Linked DNA regions of Sus scrofa: regions 2 and 3 are each linked to region 1. The links are chromatin contacts, called in public HiChIP or PLAC-seq maps. All regions are on one chromosome and are shown on one strand. Each heading gives the region's core, a stretch centred on a gene start, on an enhancer-like site or on the middle of the called end of the contact. The rest is flanking DNA. Distances are from core to core; before and after follow the strand shown. Region 1 overlaps MTERF1 (transcription termination factor 1, mitochondrial). Region 2 overlaps MTERF1 (transcription termination factor 1, mitochondrial). Region 3 overlaps MTERF1 (transcription termination factor 1, mitochondrial).

Evidence for each region. HiChIP or PLAC-seq counts read pairs in DNA pulled down with a chosen protein or histone mark.
Region 2: a contact with region 1 is called in an H3K27ac HiChIP or PLAC-seq map of skeletal muscle. The contact joins two enhancer-like sites. A contact is called at or near these places in 1 of 5 promoter capture datasets (fetal skeletal muscle), 1 of 47 Hi-C or Micro-C datasets (embryonic fibroblasts) and 1 of 2 datasets of contacts at active chromatin or transcription factors (skeletal muscle).
Region 3: a contact with region 1 is called in an H3K27ac HiChIP or PLAC-seq map of skeletal muscle, with 3 times the contacts expected there. The contact joins two enhancer-like sites. A contact is called at or near these places in 2 of 5 promoter capture datasets (fetal skeletal muscle and liver) and 1 of 2 datasets of contacts at active chromatin or transcription factors (skeletal muscle).

What each region holds. Positions count from the first base shown.
Region 1 is chr9:71,348,806-71,351,527 of Sscrofa11.1, reverse strand. All of the region lies in intron 5 of MTERF1 (transcription termination factor 1, mitochondrial), which reads left to right. FZD1 (frizzled-1) reads right to left here. Exons shown (of 1, transcript XM_021102361.1): 1 at 1-2,722. The coding sequence starts at 1,355. Among named protein-coding and RNA genes, the nearest start is that of FZD1, 3.2 kb to the right of the region's middle. Within about 2 kb of position 1,392, at least 36 of the 83 cell types and tissues checked have an H3K27ac peak or open chromatin away from gene starts, as enhancers often do. A contact at or near this core is called in skeletal muscle, where this site is marked.
Region 2 is chr9:71,550,868-71,553,567 of Sscrofa11.1, reverse strand. All of the region lies in intron 3 of MTERF1 (transcription termination factor 1, mitochondrial), which reads left to right. Among named protein-coding and RNA genes, the nearest start is that of FZD1, 210 kb to the right of the region's middle. Within about 2 kb of position 1,272, at least 6 of the 83 cell types and tissues checked have an H3K27ac peak or open chromatin away from gene starts, as enhancers often do. A contact at or near this core is called in skeletal muscle, where this site is marked.
Region 3 is chr9:71,588,817-71,591,516 of Sscrofa11.1, reverse strand. All of the region lies in intron 3 of MTERF1 (transcription termination factor 1, mitochondrial), which reads left to right. Among named protein-coding and RNA genes, the nearest start is that of FZD1, 240 kb to the right of the region's middle. Within about 2 kb of position 1,391, at least 12 of the 83 cell types and tissues checked have an H3K27ac peak or open chromatin away from gene starts, as enhancers often do. A contact at or near this core is called in skeletal muscle, where this site is marked.

The DNA of each region.
Region 1 (2,722 bases), core at 143-2,642:
GCCGGCACAGCCCAGGCGGCCAGGTGAAAGTACTGCGAGTTAGCCTCGATGGCTTCGTGGCCCCACTTCATGCCGGCTGCCAGGAACCAGGTGAGCGACAAGATCACCCACCAGATGGAGCTGGCCATGCTGAAGAAGTAGAGCATCATGAAGAGGATGGTGCAGCCCTCCTTCTTGGTGCCCTGCGCCACTGTACGCGCCCCGTCCTCGGAGAACTTGTCGTTACACACCACCCGGTCCTCCAGCAGGAAGCCGGCGATGTAGGCCACGGCTACTGCAGTGTAGCAGCCCGACAGGAAGATGATGGGCCGCTCTGGGTAGCTGAAGCGCCGCATGTCCACCAGGTACGTGAGCACGGTGAAAAGGGTGGAGGCGCAGCACAGCACTGACCAGATGCCGATCCAGGTGCGCGAGAAGCGCAGCTCTTCTGGCCCAAAGTACATAAGCCCGTACACCTTGGTCGGCTCGCAGGGTGCGCCGCAGTCCTTCTCCCCCAGGAAGTGGTAGTTGAGGTAGGAGGGCACCTTGAGGGCGCGAGGGCACGAAAACTTGCCTCGCTCCGACGCGCCGGCGCCCCCCGGGAAGCCGCCACCCCGGTGCCCTCCGCCGCCGTGTTGGGGGTTGCTGGTCCAGAACTCAGGCAGTAGCGAGGGCGTAGGGGTGCCCTTGTCCGAAGTGTTCTGGCCCACGCACAGCTCGCCGGCGCCGTGCACCGGGAACTTCTCGCACTTGAGCGTGTCAGGCCACTGGAAACCGAACTTGTTCATAAGCGCTTCGCAGCCCTGGCGCGCGCGCTCGCACAGGGAGCGGCAAGGCGGCAGAGCTTGCTCCAGCACAGTGCACACGGGCGCGTACATGGAGCACAGGAAGAACTTAAGCTCTGCAGAGCACTGCACCTTCACCAGCGGGTAGAACTGGTGCACCTCGAGGCCCGCATCCTCCTGATTCGTGTGGCCCAGCAGGTTGGGCATGATGGTTTGGTTGTACGCGATGTCCGTGCACAGCGGGATGGAGATGGGCTGGCAGTAGCCGTGGTCCGGTATAGAGATGCCCCTCTCGCCGTTGTACTGCTGCCCGCTCTGTTGCTGCTGAGGCGGCGGGGGCTGCTGCCCCGGCCCGGGCCCCTGGCCGGCTGCCTGCGCTCGGACCCCCAGCAGCAGCGGAGCCTCCAGCAGCCAAAGCAGTAGGAGCAGCCGGAGCGCCAAGCGTCCGGAGTCAGCCGGGGGGCGGCGGAGGCTGCCCGCGTACCCGCTCCCTTCTGCCCCCGGTCCCGTACGGAGCGCCGCGGAACAAAGTTCCCAGCTCGCGCCGCCGGGGGCGGCCGGGTACTTCTTAGGCGCCTCCTCCTCAGCCATACTTTCTCGGCTCCTTTCTTGGCGCCGCTCGGCTGGGGCTGGCGGTGGCGCGGAGAGCGGCTGCTCCCTCTGCGGCCGGGGCGATCTCCTCCCCTCCGGTGCCCTCCGTCGAGCCCGAGCTGCGCTCGGCCCGCTCCGCCGGCTCCCGCTCCACGTCCCGCAGCCGCCGCCGCCGCGGAAACTTGCGATTCATGAAGCGCGGGCAGTGGGGAGAGCCCTGGTGGCTCGGGCGCGCAGGGGTCGCGTCCCGCCTTCCTGGCCCTCGGCTAGCTGGCTCCCGGCTGGCGGCGCCGCGCTAGTGGCGGCGGCCGGGCAGAGCGCGCAACTCTCGGCAGCCCAGCGGCCTCGGCTCCCCCCAGCGCCTCCGCCTCCTTCTCCGCCGCCGCCGCCTGACCATTTGTGTCAATCCCTCAACTCGCTTGCTCTCCTCTCCCTCGCGCGCCCTCGGACCGGTTTCCAGGCGCCCCGCAGTCTGTCTTTCACCGGGAGGGAGGAGCCTTGAAACCGACGCGGAACTGGAGGCTCAGGGACCGTCGCCCAATCGCTGCTCTGCCTTCCCGGCGCAAAGGGTGCCTGCCGCCAGATTCCCAGAGCGAAAGTCCGCGGCTGGCGGGAGGAGGAGGAGGCGGGAGGAGAAGGAAGTAGTAGTGGTGGCAGAGGCACCGTACGGGCACAAAGAGTGGGGTTTGCTGTGAAGCGAGACAGGCTTGGTTGCTTTTGCTTTCACGGAAGAAAGGGCGAAGAAAGTAGGAGAATGGTCCCATGTGCTGCTGGAGATAAAGAAAAAGAGTCGATGGACCTCGGGAGTTAGCTTTTCTTTTATCCGTTTTCGTATTTAAAAATCCTGCTCTTAACGCTGGTTACAAACAGCAAGCCAAGAGCTTCGATCAGAACAGATACCTTTAACTTAAGGAACGCACGGCTTCCTTTGAGTTTTTATCTGTCGAGGTTTTGTTGAAATTCTTTCTGTAATAAATCCTAGAGCCCTCCGCCCCGGCTTGGCGGGCTTGGGACGCGCCATTTCCCCCAAGGAGAAGTTCTCGGGATCGCTGTCAAATGAAGAAAAACAACCACCACCAAACACAAACTTTGATGGAATTTTAAAAGTAAAGCCAGATATACCGTACGCTACTGTTATCCGTTCTGTAGTCAAACTCCTTTTTTTCCTCTTTATCAATCCAGAAACAGAAGCAAAGGGAAACGACCCATAGAATATTTAGAGAGAAAAACTTGAGAACCCGAGGTCCTCAAGTGGACCGAGGTGGTTCGGGGCCGAGCTGCACTTGCAAGTAGCCTAGGCCCTTCCTGGGTTACTAAGACCCTTCCAAAGCAGGGGCGCCCATAACTCTGGGGGAAATCCTGGGAGG
Region 2 (2,700 bases), core at 23-2,522, 200 kb before region 1:
ATACCATCTGCTGCCTGAGTCATCCCTTGAAGGCCAAAAAAACATAGAACAAAAGGAGCATTGGGAAATGGGGCAAGGAGGTGTGGAAAGTGGACAGGAAGAGGTGTTTAAGGGAAATGGTGCACATTTGCAGATGTCGCAGAGATTTATTTCTTTTTCTATGGGGATTTACTCTAGTGACCAAACTCTGCTTTCAGGATTTTTTCCAAAAAGCTCTTGGGGTATTTATCATTTGCTATGGGGATTGTTTTTTTGGCAGAACTTTACTTTTTTTTTCAGATTTTTGATTCAGGTTTTAGACTCGAACTATTAAGAGGAGCAACACCTTGACATTACGGGGAGAGAGAAAGTTTAAAGCTTAGAGTGGAGGAGGGAATCGTCAAAATAATTTTTTAGGTACCTCTCTCAAAACCATCATTTCTTCCACTCCTTGCTCTTGGAGCAACCACATCACGGGAATGAAAAGGGTGGAAGCCTCAGACCCTCTGTGTGGTGAGGAAATGTGGGTGAGGTGAGCTCTTGACATATATTTTAGGCCACATTTTGGCACCAGTGCCCAGACAACAGGTCCTGTGTGTTCCTGAGGGAGCATCCTCAGTGGTAAGCCTTTGAGAGTCATCAACCTGCAAGGAAGCTCTTGTAAGAACTATATTCCTAGGAAACAATAAATCCTTACTGATTGATTCCAGACCACCATTCCTTTCCCAACCAGAGATGTAAATTTTTCTTAAAAATGTTTTTGAAGATAGGGAGTGCTTGGAAGGGTTTAAAAGAAGGGAGTCCTTAAAAATTTTTTTGTCAGGTTATCTATTTTAGAGATAACTATGCCATAAATGTGCTTTTGGGACACTTTTGTTTGAGTACCATACAGAGAAATATAGGATAGTAATTATCATTAACCTTAAACTAGTAGAAAATCAGGGGACAGAAAGAGAGCTCATTGGGAAATGAGTCATTTCCGAGTAATTTCCATTTAGTAAAATTAGAGTCACTGAGCTAGTAAACAGGTATTTATAGAGAGCTGATGAAGAGTAAGAGAAATCTGAATTCTGTCCTCCAATTAAAAGTATATTCATTTAGCCGGGGTACTACTAGTGAGGTTTGCAGACAGATAGCACAATTTCATTGACTTACACAAGAAAATTTTTTTTTCCCATATAATAGTGGATATAAAAGCCAAAGGGTTGAAGGCACAGTTGCTCCACTGTTATTCAGGCACCAGACTCAACAGCTCCACTATCATTAGCCATGCCTTCCAAGGACACCCTGGACAAAAATACAAGCCAATGGATTGGGGAAGGAGAGAGTGCTTCAGACACATAACACTTCTGCTCATATTCCACTGAGCACTCATCATTTGGCCCCACACAAAAGGGCATAGGGCTGAGAATGTAGCCCCTGGTCTGGCAGCCGCTCCAGGCTAAAATGCTACCCTGGAAGGGGGAGCTTGAACCCACTGGGAGACAGCCAATTTCTCCATGAGAAGAATTAGGAATTGTGTTGAAAGGGAGGAATCAATGAAGTCAAGCTGATAAAACCATTTTTAGAGTTCTGGGTCTCCCACTCACCAGCTGGGTGATTTAGTTTCTTTGATCAACAGTCTCCATCTACAAAGTCAAGATCATAATAACAGCTTCCAGGATTGCAGTGAGAACTAAATACAACACTAAGTACGAAGGTCCTCATAAATGAGAAAGGTCTGCCTGGAACTCCTGCAGCTGTAGCTAAGCAGAGTTGACTTCTTAAAATTAGATTTACTATATATTTTTGAAGGCTTACCATTCAAGTCACTGGCTAATTCAAGACTGAAGAAAATGATATGTTTCTTGAGCTTATATTGTGTTTCTTAATTATTACACACAGAAAGGATAGTGTGTTTTTAAAAGTGTAATTTGGAAATTTGGGGGTAGAGTAATGGAAAGAAAAAAAAAAAAGCCTGGATTCTAATTGCACCTCTGACCCTGGCCAGCTGACTGACCACAGTCCAGTCACTGCCTCTGTCTGGGCTCTCATTTCCTCAGAGGCAGAAAGAGAGTGGTTAGCTAAGCGGTCCTTTCCCAATCAGGAATGAGATATTCTGAGGAGGAAACTCATCTAAATGACTCATCCACATTATCAGATTATGATCATGAGGAGGCCACTGGAGAAATAACACCCAACTTTTATAATTTTAGAGGCAATATTTTCACAACTTGAGCAAAGAAACAATTCATTTTCTAGCCTCTTTCCGAAATGACTTTATTACTACCTCTAGACAGGGCAAATGTTCCAAAACTGTATCATTGGCCTCCAAATTCTCTCTCTTGTCTTTTAGATTTTTCTTCTTGAGCTAATATGGGGCAAATGATGTGTAAAATAGAGATATGACTAAGTAGATGTGATTGCAATGGTGAGTGAGCATGAAATTTTAACCAAAAAATCCCTTTATAAGTTAGATATAATTGGAAAGAAAGATTTAGACCAGACAGTTTTAGGTGATTGAAATGAACTGATTTCCATGTTAAGATATGAACAGCCACACAGTTTAATTTCTTCTCTAGACACTGATACAAAGCTTTGGGTTCAGAGGTTAAGTAACACTCACAGCAGTTCCCTGATCCTAGCAGACACTGAATAGTTGATGACAATAGTGAAATATGTCAACAATTAACAATTACTAGTGATACTTTTAGTTCCTACTTTTCTAAACTATTAGCTGTG
Region 3 (2,700 bases), core at 142-2,641, 240 kb before region 1:
TTTTTTTTTCATGGAAATTCTAGCTTTCTGTGTAGGTCTCTCTCTCTCTCTTTTTTTCTCAGTATCTTTCCCTCTGCCTGTGTCTATTTCCCTTTCTCTCCCTTTCTCCCCTGCTTCTGTCTCTGTCTCTGTCTCTCTGTGTGTTTCTTTCTCTCTGCTGTGATTTCCCACATTAGCCACTGTCCATTTCTTTGATTCCTTCTTGGCAACAAGAGTTACAGCACCATTATGCAGCAAGCAGTCCTGCTTCCCTGCTACCTTAAAATAATAATGTTTCATGGTGACAAATGGATATAGTTAACAATGAAAGTAAAATGCTTAGCAGGCAGGGGTGCGACCAGGTCAGATTTATCTGCCTGGCAGAAACAGAGTATCCTGAGATTCCCTAAAGAAAGGAATATATGTGTGAGGGTAGCTGGTAGTGCTTGCTAGGTGGACCCTGCTGCTGTTTTATTTTTAATTTAGCTTCCATAAATTGCAAGAATAATTTCTCAAAAGCAGAAAAATAGTTATTTTTTATTTACTCAGGTTTTGTTATTGTCTTAGGAAACTTAACTTTAGCAGATTTTAAAATCTGATTTTACATTTGCTGTTTTTCTTTGATAAAAAGTTAAAACCCAGAATAAGACAATCTTAATTAATGCAGATAAATAATCCTTTTTGTGCTCAGTGGCTAAAGTTTCTATGTTGTGTTGAAAAAGGCCCAATTAAAGTGAAAAAAATTGATTTTTTTTTTCTAGACTGCCTTTCTACTACTGAGAGGAAGAAAAACCCCTAGTATCCAAAAAAAAAAAAAAAAATCTCCCCATCAAAAGCCGTTTGCATGCACACATGTGCATGTCTGTTTTGCACACTGCACATGTGCCTACCCCGGGTACAGAGGGCTACTCTAGCAGCAGAACATGTGGGGTGTGTATGTCTGAAAGTTGGCTTGGTTGTGCGCATGGAAAGAAGAACTCAAGAGAGGGAGGTGAAAACCACACCAGCCTAAATCAAAAGCAACTGTTGTGCCATAAGGAAAGCAGGCAGACCTTGCTCTGTGCATACGCCGCTTTTTCTTTGCCGCCCAGACTGATCTTTGAAATAAAATAAAGAAGCATGGCAAACTAACTGAAACATAGGTAGAAATAATATATTTGGGTTTCAGAAAGGAAAAAAAAAATAACCTGGCAGAGCTTGAAAGGCACCCATTTCATAACAACACATGTGCAAAGAATTACAATAATTGCAGTGCACACATCGGTAACAGACAGAGTGAACAATGAATATTAAAAACACATTCCTAGAGCTGGACCTGTGGCTTGGCAGCAACGCACAATGTGGAGACCTGCGCAGGAGTCAAAGGCAGGCTCTTGGCTTCCAGAGCTGTCAGGGCTTGGCAGGAGCTGAGGAGGAAAGAGAAGGGAGGACGGTGGCAGCAATTGTCTCTGTCACTGTGACTTCTGTCTCCCCCTGACAGAGCCCTAGGGTGGCTTCAGGAGGGTTGCATGAGGAAGTCAGCTTTCAGTCCTTTGGGGCTCTGGTTCAGAGCTGAACTTGAGCCAGGCAGAGAAGGAGGGGCGATGGGGAGAGAAAAACAAGACCAGAGGACAGACAGAGGTAATGGTGGGAGCATCCAGACAGTGCCCCGGACGAGTGGCCCAGACTCTCGCTCAGGGCTTGCCTCTAGCAGGATCCAGCACAATGGACTGCACTGCTGTGGAGATGTAACTGGGAAAGTGTTTTTCTTCCATGGATTAAATACATAGATCTGTCTTTTTCCCTTCAGTATTTACTATGCGGTGGCATTAAAGTCAGCAGGGGGATGAATTCTCCTGGTAGTATGTTCCGCAGGCTTCAAAGACACAGTAACCAAACATTCAAGGTACACAAAGATCTTTTCACTGTGAATCCTTTCCATTGTCAGTAAAAGACAAAGGGCCTCTCTTAAGTACAGCTTGGTTACGATTCTTCAGATTTTGCCTTTTGCCATTGGCAGGGAATTGACTGTTGTATCTCTTCACCTTTGGCAAAGAGAGAGGCCAGAGGGTGAGAAACTCTAACCAGAGAGTTTGGTTCACACACTGGGAGCCCAAGCCTGAGGATTCTTAACCTGTGGGCCAGGAACATCCAAGAGGTTGGTGAGGTAGAATTCAGGGAGGTTTATAAACTTGGATGGGAAAAAAACAACTTCTTTATTTTTGCTGATCCCTGAGATTCAGCATTCCTTTAATTACAATTGTAGGAAACAAGCCATGGTAGTAATACTTATGACTTTGTCACAAGTTAAAATCAGAGTTATTTTCATGTCATTTCACTGTTGTTTCAAATATCTTTAATTATTATTTATGTTCATCACTACTAAGAATTTTGGTAATTATTAGACCTGCTACAAGATCTTCTTATTTTATACATTAGTTAATAAGTTGTATAGTAGAATGAAATACTTGGATAACTATATTTTAATATATTGGTTTCCCTTGACATGTTATGTAGTATGTTTTATTCTTTTTAAAAAGATTATTCTAAGGAGGGTCTATAGGCCACTTGGCTTCACTGTAGAGGGCTCCATGCACACACAATACTTCCCTGGAAAAGGATCCGGCCCCCAAAGCAGTCATGAGGAGCTCGGTCCTCCAAACAGTGATTTCGTAGTGGGCCAGCCTAGGGCGTGTCTCTAAACATACGGGGGTGGGGGGTGAAGGCAAAGGCAAACATATG